Linked DNA regions of Hordeum vulgare: region 2 is linked to region 1. A link is a contact called in public Hi-C data. All regions are on one chromosome and are shown on one strand. Each heading gives the region's core, a stretch centred on a gene start, on an enhancer-like site or on the middle of the called end of the contact. The rest is flanking DNA. Distances are from core to core; before and after follow the strand shown. Region 1 holds the start of LOC123432180 (vacuolar-sorting protein BRO1). Region 2 holds the start of LOC123432196 (KH domain-containing protein At4g18375-like).

Region 1 (7,571 bases), core at 248-2,747:
CAAGGCGTTCATTCCAATCTTTAGTCGCGCAATTTCCTGAGCAATTTCTTCTTGCTGATGAAGATCCAATGAAAACCTATAGCAAGCATCAGCATAGAATTGAGCTGCCTTGAGCTGGACATGAGAAACCCATGTCCTGTCAAAGTGCTGACTAAGAGGAGGTGCACAGAGAGCTGCATAAGCTTCTTCATAGAATACGCCCACCTGAAAGCACGACAAGTAAGGCAGATGGCACATTTGAAATCAAAGTTACAGAAATGCGAAGGAATGTGGTATCATGAAGCTGAGCTAACTGTAAAGCATCAACATGCGAATTCTGCCAAAACAAGCAAATCTAGCAGGATTAGATTAAGAAAAAAATCTCTACTGCAAATATGAGACAAAGGAAAGCGGGGAAATCGATCATACATGATTGTCTTTATCAAAATTTGTTGTAAAACAAATGATTTAATCACGGCACGAGTTATCAGGTTGGTCATAATATCAGGATAAACATACTGCACTAACATGGTGTTCAGCATAGTAAAACTCAATAATTGTCAAGACTTGACTAGACAAATTCCCCAAACTACATCATATTATAGTGTTCAAATTCACTTATGGGTGCTAATTATAGTGTTGTTGTAAAAACGAGTGCAGAAGGTAACAACCCGAGCTCTCTATTAGTTTTAATTAGACTCGTCAATACCCTGAGATAATCACAAGTTGATAGAATAGAACAGTAGGCACAGACCTGGCGCGCCACCTTGGAGCATAGCGCGGGCGGCTTCCCGCCAGCTATGACCTTCTCGAAGAAGCACTCCTGCGCCTGCGCGAGCATGAGTTTCTCCAGCATCCCCGCGCAGTCGGGCGTCACATCGACGGTGGTGGCCCCCGCGGCTACGGCCTTGGCAGCGACCCCGCTCTCCTTGAGCCACGCAAAGGCCCCCGCGGCGCTCTGGAACGCGCCGCAGGCGGTCCTGATCCCGACGTCGGTGGTGCGATCGGCGGCGAGCGCGATCTGCGAGTAGACGGCGCCGAGGTTGAAGAGCACGGCGGCCTTCTCGAGGTGGACGGAGGGCAGGCTGACCTTCTTGTTGGTCTTGAAGGCGTCGTGCCAGGTGAAGGAGAGGGAGTGGACGTGGGCGCGGTCGGGGGAGATGGGGAAGCGGGGCTCGACGAGGGCGAGCGCGCGGGCGTAGGCCAGGAGCGCGGCGCGGCGCTGCTCGAGGGAGGAGGAGTCCGGGAGGCAGGGGCTCTCGACGGCCGCGGCGCGGAGGTCGCGCACGGCGCAGAGGTCGTCGTCGGCGGTGGCCGCGTCGCGCTCCGAGTAGGCGGAGGCGATGTACTGGCGGAGCGGGCGGTAGAGGTCGACGGCCGCGGCCTTCTTCTCGTGGATCGCCAGCATGACGTTGGCCGCCATCGGGGCGCGGTGGCCGGAGGGGAGGGCGGCGGAGGAGGGGATCGAGGTTGGGGGTTGGGGGTAATTGCTTCGAGGTGAAGAAATTTTGGGGGGAGTTGGAAGTTGTCGCGTTGGAGAGACTATAGACTGGGGAGTTTGCGGCCGGGGCCCGCTGACAGTGAGCGGAGGGATGCTTCGCCGCGTTTGGGCGCTGGGTGCTTCAGTCACGACTCACGAGAGGATGACCGGGACACGCGACGCTGTCTGGGTCGGAACGCGGTCGTGGTTAAGGCCATCTTGCGCCGACATCGATCGGAAAGCCGGCCATTCAAAACTAACTATTGCATACATTTAGGAAAATGATATCCTTCAGCCGGCTCATATACACACATTATTCGCCGTCTAATTGTTATTGATCGAGCACTTGTGCTAGCCACAAATCCCGCGTAGCCGGTATTTCTTTTTTCAACAAGCCTATTGTTTCAATAGGTTTTTTCAACACAGGTCGTGTTTGGAGAAGAAAATGGTTCCACGATGTATATTTTTTTTCTTATGTAAGAGGGGTCTTGTTTTGAAAACATAGCTTTGGTTACACAAAGCGGTGGAGGAGCTTTAGCGCTAGAGCCTACGAGGACAAGCATTACAACACAACAGATGTTTCACAAACATAGCTTTGGTTGCAGAAATCGCTAGAGGAATGCCCTGCGTGAGATCTCGTCGTTGTTGTGCTTCAGTAGAGGCAACTACTTGGGTGTCGGGTTAGAGAAAGTGCTACAACTCTTGCATTCGGTGGTGCTTCATGGCCTAGGCGCTCAGGCCATGGCGGGGCAGCGACGTTATGTTGGTGGACCAATCCTTGTTGTAAAGCCCGTGAGCGCAACAAGCTAGCTGTTGCAAACGTCCTAAGTTGCCTGGGACGGTATTTTGGATGATTGTTTCGGGCGGCATCTGACCACTGCTGAGGCGGCCGATCTAACCGGTTTATCATCCGACGAACGCATAGCACTGCCCATACTTTATATGCATTTATATGTTGTTTTATATCATTTTTGAAAACTAACCTATTAACCCAGTGCCTAGTGTCAATTGTTGTTTTCTGCGTGTTTTTTGGCTTTTCGGAAAATCAATACCAAACGAAGTCTAAATGCCATAAAATTTTCTGATATTTTTTTGCATAAAAATAAGACCTGGAAGCTTCAGAGGGAGGTTGGAGGCCGCACGAGGCGGTGCCAAGGCAATAGGGCGCGCCCTATGCCTTGGGGCAACCTCATGGATCCTCCTGGCCTAACTCCGCCTCTATAGATTCTTTAAAATCCAGAAAACACCGGAGAGCCACCCGAAATAATTTTTTCATCGCCGCAAGTCTCTGTTCTGCCGTGATCCCATCTGGAGCCCTGTTCTGGTGCCCTGACGGAGGGGGGATCAATCACGGAAGACCTCTATATCAACCTTGCTACTCTCATTATGTTGTGTGAGTAGTCTACCACAGACCTATGGGTCTGTATCTAGTACATAGATGGCTATCTCTCTCTCTCTATGATCTTCAATACAAAGTAGACCCACTCCTGCCTGCATCACGTCCATAAGCAAAGTCTAGAACTTGTCTATTACACATGAAGTGATCCAAAATATTAGAAAAAACATGGGTTTAGGTTTTAGGGTTTATGAACCCCTCCACTACCTCAAATTAGATTCTTGTGCTGATTAGGGTTTAGGCTTTAGGCTTTAGGTTTTATGAACCCATCCACTACCTCAAATCTCCTCTTTTACACATGAAGGGGTCCAAATATTAGGAAAATTAGGAGATTTGTAGAAAAATATAAGTGTGATACAAAAAGTTAACGAACCTATCAAAACCCTAGGCCCTAGCCTTCATCCCATGAATTCTTTCTCACTAATTCCAATAAAAAACTTGAGTCCCAAGAGAAATTGGTGACTTCACATTGAGAAGTTATGAGTAACATTAAGGAACCTCCCGGGTCCGATAAGAGTCCAGCTAAGGTAGCTAAAGTGGACGATAAAAATGATATCACTTGATACTATGCATTATACCTAGCTAGGGCTATAAAACTATAGCGTTTGTTGGGAGGCAACCTGATATTTATCTTAAATTTTGTGTTCTATTTTTTGTTAATTTGTGTTGACATGATTATTGCTACTCTTATGATTGTATCTTTATGTTTAATTTTATGCCAAGTAAAGCCTTTGGGATGATTTGGATGATAGTAGATTTGATCATGTGCAAAAATAGAAACTTTTATGTCCACTGCAGAATTTCTCTGATTTGCTAGAACGTCTTGTTGATATGAACTTTTTATGCAACATTGATATCAAATTTCCAAGGTGCTCAAATTTTACAGAATTTTTGAAGTTACAAAAGTATGGTTTTAGTGCTGACAATTACAAAATGTTCTGTTTTAAACAGATTCTGTTTTTGCTTACATAATTTGCTTGTTTTGAGGATGATATGGATTATGTTGGGGGGTATAAGTCATGGAGAAGTTAGAATACAATACCTTATGCAATAATCAAATATGTATCAATTTATAACAGTACCTAAAGTTTATTATTTGCCTATTATACTAACGAATCTCATGAGGTTTCTGTTGAGTTTTGTGTGCTGAAGCTTTTAAGTTTTGGTTGTGATCACGATGGATGGAGGAATAAGGAGCGGCAAGACCCTAAGCTTGGGGATGCCCAAGGAATCCCAAGATAATATCCTAGGAAGACTCAAGCATCTAAATTTGTGGGTGCCCAAGGAACCCTAAGGTAATATCCTAGGACAACTCAAGCATCTAAGATTGGGGATGCCTCAGAAAGCATCCCCTCTTTCGTCTCCATTCCATCAGTAAGTCATTTGGAGCTATATTTGTATTCATCACATGATATGTATTTTGCTTGGAGTGTAGTGTGTTATAGTTTACTTGTGCTTTAGTTTGCCATAATCATTGTTTGCTGGAAACACCTATTTAAGAGAGGCACATGTTCATCATGATTTGTTAGAATACTCTATGTGCTTCACTTATATATTTTGAGCTAAACAGTTGCTCTAGTACTTCACTCGTATCTTTTAGAGCACGGTGGCATGTAGATTGTATAGAAATAATTGCACTCTCGTGCTTCACTTAAATGTTTCTGAGAGTCTAAATACGGAGTAATGGTAATTTGCATGGGTTATAAGAATAGTCCCAAAATGATAGGTATCCAAGGACGATATAATAAAAACTTTCATGTAGAACATAAAAGAGAATTCGTGGGTTAATGATATTGATGTAGTAACATGAAAGGGCAAGAGTACATGTTTGTTGGTTAGTAGAATTATCAATAATTAAAGCTTTTTACTTGTCGTTCATCTAGATATTGGTTATGACATGATGATGATGTGTGAGCATTTTTATTCCTAGTTGACATTCTACTGTTGTTCAAGTCGCGGGCGTGTGATGGTAAAATCCTACCAACCTCCCCCTAGGGGCATGCGACAGTACTTTGCTTTGAAAAGAGCCGATACGGCTTTGCAATAAGCACATGAGTTCTTTATGACTAATGCAAATACATGGATGTATGTACACTCACCTTTCCATATTTGCTAGCCTCTTCGACATCGTGCATTGCCCATTCTCACCTCGAGGATTGGTGCAACCTTCGCCGTTGCATCCAAACCCCATGACGTGATACGCTCTATCACACACGAGCCTCCTTATATCTTCCTTAAATCAGCCACCATAGCTACCTATTATGGCATTTCCATAGCCATTCTGAGATATATTGGCATGCAACATCCACCTTTAGATCACATGATTATATGTGTTCATCAACATCTTGCTTTGCATCATCACGAAGGTGACATAGTATTCATGGCAAAGCCACCATTCATCATTATTTACATGTTACGCTAGATCATTGCATATTCCGGTACACTGCGAGAGGCATTCATATAGAGTCATTTCTTCTATCATCATTGAGCTGTTATATCCATTTGTAAGTAGATAAAAATGTGATTATCATCATTACTAGAGCTCTGTCTCAATGAGGAAAGGATGATGGAGTCTATGATTCCCCCACAAGTGGGGATGAGACTCCGGACGAAAAATAAAAGAAATAAAGAAGGGGAAAAGGTGAATAAGAAAAAAGAAAAAAGGAAGAAAGAAAAAAGAAAAATAAATGAGAGATAAAGAGAGAAGGGGCACTACAAGGAAGTGAGGTGTGTAGATAATTGTAGATAGCAAGATAAAATAAAAACAAGTAAATGACAGCAAGGTAATGAAGGTTTTATCAATAGGTTGTGAATAGACCCAAGGGCCATAGCTTTCCCTAATGGCATCTCTCATGAATAATAGCATACAGTGGGTGAACAAATTACTGTTGGTCAATTGACAGAAAAGCTGATAGTTATGCGATATTCACGACAATGATCATGTGCATACATGCATCACATCCATAAACAAATAGGTCGACTCCTCCCTGCACCTATTACTATTACTCCACGCATCGAGCGTTGTCCAGCATGCATCTAGAGTATCAAGTAAAATAGAGTAATGCATGGAGAACAATGACATGATGTAGTCAAAGTAAACTCAAGCAATATGAATAAACCCCATAGTTTTATCCTTAGTAGCAGCAACACAAAGACGCATCTTGTCCCCTTCTGTCACTGGGATATAGAAATTCGCGAGGTTGAACCTACCACAACGCACCTCTCTCATCGAAGAAATATCGATCTAGTTGGCCAAACTATTTGAATAAATCAGAGAGAATTATGAAGCTATCAAAATCATGCACATAAAAATCATATAAGTATTCATAGGGGACTCAAATATTTATGATGAATAATCTGAACATAAACCAACAATTCATCAAATCCCAACAAATGCACCGCACAGAAGGAATTACATCATATGGATCAAAGCGAAGATGCGATGATCATTGTACCGAAGATCAAAGTGAGAGAGAGATTGCCATCTAGGTACTGGCCATGGATCCGTAGGTCTGTGGTGAACTATTCACACATCATCGTGAGGGTAGCAAGGTTTATGAAGCGACCCTCCGTGATTGATCCCCCTCTGGTAGGGTGCCGGAACGGAGCTCGGGATAGCCTCCCGTAGGAACAGAGACTTGCGGCTACGTAAAAAGTGTCCAGGACTCCCTCTGGTGTTCTTAGGGTACATGAGAATTTATAAGCCAAAGAACGGAGTTGGGAGGGCCATGTGGGAGTCACAAGCCATCAGGGCCCCTAGGTCGTACCTTGTTGGCTTGTGGGCCCCTCGTGAGGCCTCCAGCCTTATTTCGATCCTCGTTGGTCTTCTTTTGGTCTAGAAAAAATCACCAAAAAGTTTCAGGGAAATTGGACTTCGTTTTGGTATGGAAAACGTGAAAAGTGAAAAACACGCAGAAAACAACAACTGGCACTGGGCAGTGGGTCATAGGTTAGTGCTAAAAAATAATATAATTGGTAAATAAATACCCCAAAATTATTCTAGATGATAATATATCAGCATGAAACAATAAAAAATTATAGATACATTGGAGACATATCAAGCATCCCCAAGCTTAATTCATGTCCGTCCTCAAGTTGGTAAATGATAAAAACAGAATTTTTGATGTGACATGTTGTCCATGATGTAACCTTATGCATGTATTCTCATTGAGAAACGATGAATTAACAAATATTAATACATCAATACTTATAGGTATAAGCAGCAAATCATTAATTTTCCAAAGTATACGATCCTCAAAGGTTGTTTTACCCCCATCCATCTTTATTATATTAGAAAAGGCATGACTCCATCTTCACCGCATTAATACACATGTCAAGCACCACGGTGTCCAAGTCAGACGATTGGGTCGTACTTTTTCAATATGCATCCACTTTTTATTCTTCATGCAATACATGAGCGCAAACCATTGGACATAGCATAATGGTGGAATAGAATATGGTGGTAGGTTTCAAAGGGGTAAAAGTGGAGAAGGTAGTCTCACATCAACTAGGTGTACCAATGAGTTATGGGGATGCTCGTCGATAGATATCAATGCGAGTAGTAGGGATTGCCATGAAAATGATGCGCAAGAGCTATAAGTGTATGAAATCTCCACAGAAACTAAGTGGAGTGTGCATCCAACTTGCTTGCTCATGAAGACCTCGGGCATTTGAGGAAGCTGTTGGGGAACGTTGCATGGGAAACAAAAAATTTCC
Region 2 (7,053 bases), core at 918-3,417, 180 kb before region 1:
AAACACCATCCCAACATAGGGCGGCAGTGGCTGCGACGAAACATCTCCATCATTTGAATCATCTTGGACTGCATCTTCAGCAAACAACAGCTTGTGCGAGTCTTCACCACCACCAACAGAAATTTGCCTTGGACATAGTTTCCACCCCTTCAGTTCCATGTTCCCGCAACAGAGTTGTTGTGCAACAGTCATTTAATCTCTCCATGGAATCAACAAGATAAGAAATCAACAGAAAATCCATATTTTATCTTGTCAATTTATCTCTCCATTTAATCAACAAGATAGGTAATGAACGCAATTTCTTTATGTTTTTGTTTCTGGCTTACACTTGCAAGGAATTCATAAACACTAGTGTTTGAGAGATATAACAAACAGAACAATGTCATGATTCAGAATACACTAGTGTTTCAGAGATACATCAACATTGTCATGATTCATAAATACTAGGGTTGTAGAGATACATCAATCAGAACAGAAACATCAAGCAGAACATATGACATATTTGTTGATTGATGTGTGAGAGATACATATGCTTTCTACACAGGGTTTCATGACTTTTTTAGAGTGAAACAAAGATCATGTTTCAGAAACTAACCGAGGTTTTCCGGTGCCATCTGCTCGAAGTAGTTTCAGGAAACACCACATGGGGGTTTGTGAACCAAGAGGAAACTCCAACACGCGGTGGAACCCCCACAACGACGCTCGAAGCTGAGAACGATGGTCGCGCGTGTTCTCAAAGCAAGGCTCGCCAGTTAGCTCGATTTGCGTCAGATCCAACCATCTCACGTGCGATATGGTGTGCCATAGTGTTTCAGAAACTTCAGTTTAGCTCCTGCATGCCGACGGCAGGCTGATTTTGCGGTGGGTTGGCGGCGACGCCGCACGGGATGCAGCTGTGTCGATGCTGAGGAAGAGTCTCCAGTTTCTACAATAGAGCGCTTGTTGTGGGAAACAACGAGCGGGCATGCGTGGCGCGGACACTAGATGGAATGACTATCAACCCGGGCATCCAACCGTTGTCGAGGCGACGGATAATATGTAGACATCGATCGGATGGACACGTAGTCTTTTCCATAAAACTATGTGCATCAATGTACTTTCTAAAGTGAAACAATGGTTGGAAAGAGTGGTTTGGACTGATCTATTACTACTTTATACATCCCGTGCGTTGCAACGTGAGAAAATAAATCATCCTTCATACACACTGAACGACATAAAAAATCATATGAAAAATCATTCACAATACCATATGAGAAACAACATGATAAGTGATGTTGTGCACAAATATAAAGGTGGGATGATTTTTGAAATAACGAAAGTTGTGTCCAGTTTAGTACATAATAAAAATATCACCGAGTTGCCGATATCAATTCACTTCTTTGTGGTGTTCCTCTTTAGTGATACCTAAAAATAATGTGTTACCCGTACATATTTTAAAAATAATTTTAGATATGATTATCTTGCAAGATAATATCATATCTGGAATGTACACATTTTTCAGTGATTTTCATATATAACTTTCTAAATTTCAAGTTAGCATTTAGAAGGAATGAATATTTTTGAAAATACTTGAATCTGCCAAAAAAGTTTAAGTAGAAAATAGTTGGGACGAAATTAAAAATAGTGTAGCCCATCGGATAAGATGGCGAGGCTGGTCTATCTTATGCACACATAAAATCAAGAGAAAAGAGGAAAAGGAAGAAAGGGGAGAAGTGGGCATCAAACCCGGGTTCGCTGTGTGGGAGTGGAAGGCCCCAACCAGTAAGTTGCCAGCATGCATGTGGTTTCAAATCAAATAACTTTCTGCATAAGTTAACCGTCACTCTAGTGACTTTAAATAAACCGTATCGTTTTTTCCACTTACGGATGGCATAGGGGCGTAATTCCTGCGAACTCTAGGGGTAAATAACTTGACGGACGACCAGAAATCCTATTTGCTTTATTATTAGGGAGAAATATATATGTGGGCCTGAATTAAAATCGATGGGATGTTATTATTTTTATATTTGACATGAATATGTACGTGACATACTTTTCAGAACTCACCAAGAACATAGCGGAGGGCCTTACTCCGTGGCCCGGTAATAACCAACCAAGTGAGGCCACGTCATCCCGTAATTATCAATTCCGTAGTACAAATACGTACGTGTAGCGTTGCCCTATGTCATGCGCAGTGCACCTGTTTATGAATTCATGAGGATAAAAAAAATTCTTTTCTTTTCCTTTCGTCTTCCCCGTCCCCGTCAAAATCCATCTCTTCCCACAGCGACTTTTCCTCTCCGCCGTCCCGTTGAGAAATTTCCTATTCTTCCCCGGTGCCCTAGCCCTAGCTCCAGCTGCCGCCTTCCCGTGGCGCCGCCCACGCCTCACACCCCTGAGCCCCACTACCCCACCCACCCCTGTCACGCGCGTCGCCGCCTCCAACCTTATCGCGGCACCGCGGCCCTGCCGTATCCCCCAGCCGCCGCCGCCGCCGCCGCCATCTTCGTCGTTGGTTTTAAAGGTACGAGCTTCTTGTTATCCAGTGAGTTTCTCTCACCCTCATTAAGCCTCCGCGAATTTTGGGCGCAACGGCCGGCGCGCCATCTAGATCCGGCAGTAGAAACTAGGTTTGCTATGCGATATGTCGGTCCCCAAGGATGGAGATTTTCTCGAGGGGGGTGGGGGGGGGGGGGGAGTGCATACTGCTTCTTTTGCTTAGATGGGTGTGAGTGAAGCTGTGCGTGTGAGCAATTCTGCCCACACGCCTGGACTTGTGTGGTCAATCTGGCGCCTTTTCTGAATCCAGGCCCAAACAAAATTTCATGGCTGGATGAGTTAATGAGCCGATAAGTGAGGTCATACTGTCGATTTTTGGTTGTTCTTGTGACCTAGTATATCTGCGGAGTTTCTTCAACTCATATGTAAGCGTGCTGAAAAAGGGCTAGGTCAATTTGGCGCACCTGTTTGCTTATTTGGTTATGTGTTAGTGAATTTGGCATGTCGCTGTATGTGGCGGGCTGACATGCTATTATTATCACTATCAATTCTTTTTTGCCACTTATGGATGCAAAGCCAAGTTACTGCAGATTTCACTTCACATGGAGCTGCTGCAAGTCCCATATGCTAGGATGCCTTTTTTTGCTTGCTAGGGATATTTGGCCTTACTAGGAGTATATACTATAGATTCAAGCCTTATCTTTCCAGTTGCCTAACAATCCTTTTATCATTCTAAAGCTAGGACATCTTTGCATCCATAAACTGACAGAATTATGATTGTGTACTGATGATCTCTATGAAATTATGGTTGGTTAAATTTTATGCCGTTTTACCTTTCCCTTGCAAAGCTATGTTACGATGTTAAGTCATTTATCACCATTATGCCCTCTGTATATTTCATCTTTGAGTGCTAGCTTTCGTTATTCGTTCAAATTACATGTCCTTTTGCCACTTTGATATATACTATGACTAATTCTTACACTGGATTTGCACTCCAAACTCCAAAGTACTCCTGATTAATACTCCGTTTATGCAGTGTTACATGCGCCACGTTTATTTGTGCCAATTACATTTTGGCAGTGTTTCATTTGAATGAAATACAGTAGGCGGGAGCTCTGGATGAAACCGTGAGGATCTTACTAGTTTAGTACAGTTAATAGATTTGAATCTGATAACCTACCTGAAAACAGTCATTTGACTACAAAAATATATACCTTTTCTTGCACTTGTAAACAACCTACAGCAGTTTACCGTAGGCCTAGCAACATAAGCATTTATCAGTAATTTCTCAATTTTGAGGTACGCACAAGCAAGAAGGTTATACATGTGTCATAATCAGACAGCTAATGGAGTAATGGAATCGAGGGTGCCCCACACCTTCCGTGCTACTTTACAGTTTCTTTATATTGATGGGCCTTTTTTTATGCAGACTGATGGATAACTCTAGAAGACACAATCCAAGTACTTCCAAAAAGAGGACTCGTTTCAATTCTGATGATGGAAAGAGGAAACGGCTAAACTACAGGCAGGATGACGGACCTATGTCCTCTCAGCCAATAGAAACCGTTTACAGGATATTGTGCCCAGGAAACAAGATAGGCGGTATCTTGGGGAGAGGTGGTCATGTTGTTAACGCCCTTAGAGATGAGACTAAAGCAAAGATACGGGTTGCTGATTCTATTCCTGGTGCAGATGAGAGAGTAATTATTATATTTGATTACCAAAATAACTCCAAACAAGCTGTTGAAGCTATTCAAAATAATATTGATGGCTTAGAGAACATGAAGCCCCATTGTTTTGCTCAAGATGCATTGTTGAAGATACATGATAAGATTGCTGCTGATGAAGATCCCAACGATGGAGTTATCTGTGAGAATTCTGAAACTGCTGGTCATGTGACTGCTCGAATTTTGGTTCCAGGCAATCAAGTTGGCTGCCTGCTAGGAAAGGGCGGCTCTATTATACAACAACTGCGAAATGATACTGGCGCAGGGATCCGTGTCTTACCATCCGAAAACCTTCCTCAGTGCGCACTTAAGAGTGATGAATTGGTGCAGGTAAATTTGTTTTAGTAGCAAAATATCCTTTGCTGTGTTGTGTTCCGGCTTGTAATGCCTTTTGCTTGTATTGATCTCCAGGGACTTTTGTATTGGTTTCATTTAGCTAGATTTGGATTCATTACTCTGCTGTATCAATTTGTTTTACTATAGAAGTTTTCCATTATGTTTATATTCCTTGTTAAATTCCTAAATGATCGGATTTTAGAGTTTGGTATCTGGCATGGCTTAATTGATATATCACGTAGTTTATTTTTAGATTATAGTTTACCAAGATATTTGCCAGTTAAGTTAAAAAGATATTTGTCAGTACAACATGCACTTTTTGTGTGCTTTATTATATTTAGACGTGAATACTATTGATGCGTAATTGCTTGAATCATTTCAGATATCTGGTGCAGCTTCTCTTGTAAGAAAAGCTCTCTACGAGATATCTACTCGTCTCCATATGCATCCTCGTAAAGAAAATCCACCTCTTGAAGAAATTATAGATGCAAGCACACAAAGGAAGCGTGGGTCCCCACCACCGATACCACATGAAAATCACATGTTGCCACACCTGCATGTGGATCATCCGCCACCAATGCCCTTGCTTGATCCATACAGAAACCGACCATTGCAATATCCTGTTCCTGAACCAGAAGAGTTCTCTATTAGAATTCTGTGCGCTTCTGAGCTTATTGGGCCTGTTATTGGCAGAAGCGGGGCAAATGTTCGGCAGGTAGAGCAGCAGACTGGTGCTCGCATTGTGGTTCAGGAATTGCACAAAGATGCTTCTGGAGAAAGGTTGATTGTTATTTCATCCAAGGAGGTAAGATGTAGATGGTTGTTCAAATTGCCATCTCCTTACCATACCAATCTTCACTATTGAGTCCTCACAGTTTTACTCCTACGTATTTTTTCAATCCAGATTCCGGCTGATCCAGTATCCCCAACAATTGAGGCACTTATTTTGCTCCATAGTAAAGTAAGTGCGAGCAAAGTAAGTGAACCTTCGGAGAGTGAACCTTCTGAGGAGCACAAATTGGTTACAAGACTTGTTGTACCATCAAAAAAAGTTGGTTGTATTCTTGGGGAAGGTGGGAAGGTAATTACTGAAATGAGAAGGCGTATTGGGGCTGAAATCCGAGTTTATTCGAAAGCAGATAAACCAAAGTACTTATCTTTTAACGAGGAGCTTGTGCAGGTGATTTTTACTCAATCATATCTACATTAAGTTGTCCATATTGTTTCAATACCTGCCTTTTTAATGTTTTTGTTTCTTGACTTGTTATTATGCTGTTACATGTGTTCCGAGCTTTCAGGTTTCTGGGTCACCAGATATTGCAAGAGAAGCCCTCACAGAGATTGCTTCGAGGCTTAGAGATAGGATCCTCAGAGATGGAATTTCCTCTTTTGATGGTCCTCCTGCTGATATATTTCCTAGCAGGGAATTCACACAGTATGGAAGACCTGTCAATCCCCCATATGGAAGGCTTGCCAATGATACCCCTTATGGAAGGCTTGCCAATGATACCCCTTATGGAAGGCTTGCCCATGATACCCCTTATGGAAGGCCTGCTAATGATTCCCCATATCAAAGGCGGCTTGCCATTGATCAACCATATGGGCTTGCCAGTGATTCACTATATGGAAGACCTGCCAATGATCCACTATATGGGAGACCAGCCAATGATCCACCATATGGGGGACCAGCCAATGATACAGCATATGGGAGACCTGCCAATGATACACTATATGGGAGACCAAACAATAAACCCCATGATTCAGTAGATTACTTCTCTAAAAGAAGAGCGTATCCTAATGGAAGTCCATTTGCTAGCGACGCTCCACCATCTGCTTCTTATGACAGATATGCAGGATCTACTCGCTTGCCTACTAGAGAAATGCCCTTGCCTGTTAGTCCTGGTGCTGATTATATGCCGCATCGTTCTCATCATGACCATATGCCTACTGATAGCTACGCTAGTAGAGGCATGCAGCAATTAGGCCTCTCAAGAGCTGGGAATAGTACTATGCAACAATTAGGCGTCACCAGAGCTGGAAATTCCAATGCTTATGATTACACGGAGGTACAGTTTTATGCGTCAGTTCCCCTGTTTTGCAAGTGACCCTCACCTCATAGTTTTCACTGGAAACCTGAAACTGTGTAGTTATGCAATTCTTCCATAACTGGTTGGTATTCCTGAAGAGGGGAAAACAAATATTCGTATGTTTGCGTAGGTTACTTCTGTGCTCTATAACTTGTTGACGCTCACTGTTTCCTTGATTGGGTGTTGGTCTTTACTTATATTATCTACTTTCCTTGTCTGGTTCTGTTTACGCTGATTCACATGCGTTGACGTGTGCATCTGAATATATTTGGTTCTCATTTGCTTCAGTGCTGAATAGATTTAAATTTCACTTTCCAGGCTGCCGGACAGATGCATGGACGTGAGGATTATCAAAGAGCGGCAGATGTTACAGGGTATGTTTTCGCAGCTCGTCTCCCTTCTGAAATGGGAATTGTCATTGAGGG

The links. Hi-C and Micro-C count contacts between places; a contact is called where the count stands out from the background.
Region 2: a Hi-C map of leaf shows a contact between it and region 1, with 3 times the contacts expected there. The contact joins the promoter of LOC123432196 here to the promoter of LOC123432180 in region 1. A contact is called at or near these places in 3 of 6 Hi-C or Micro-C datasets (leaf and seedling).

Annotation. Positions count from the first base shown.
Region 1 is chr1H:300,585,886-300,593,456 of MorexV3_pseudomolecules_assembly, reverse strand. LOC123432180 (vacuolar-sorting protein BRO1) reads right to left here and starts at 1,497. Exons shown (of 8, transcript XM_045115374.1): 1 at 734-1,497; 2 at 1-204. The coding sequence starts at 1,402.
Region 2 is chr1H:300,766,814-300,773,866 of MorexV3_pseudomolecules_assembly, reverse strand. LOC123432196 (KH domain-containing protein At4g18375-like) reads left to right here and starts at 2,167. Exons shown (of 8, transcript XM_045115375.1): 1 at 2,167-2,503; 2 at 3,908-4,535; 3 at 4,924-5,346; 4 at 5,446-5,721; 5 at 5,840-6,607; 6 at 6,947-7,002. The coding sequence starts at 3,912.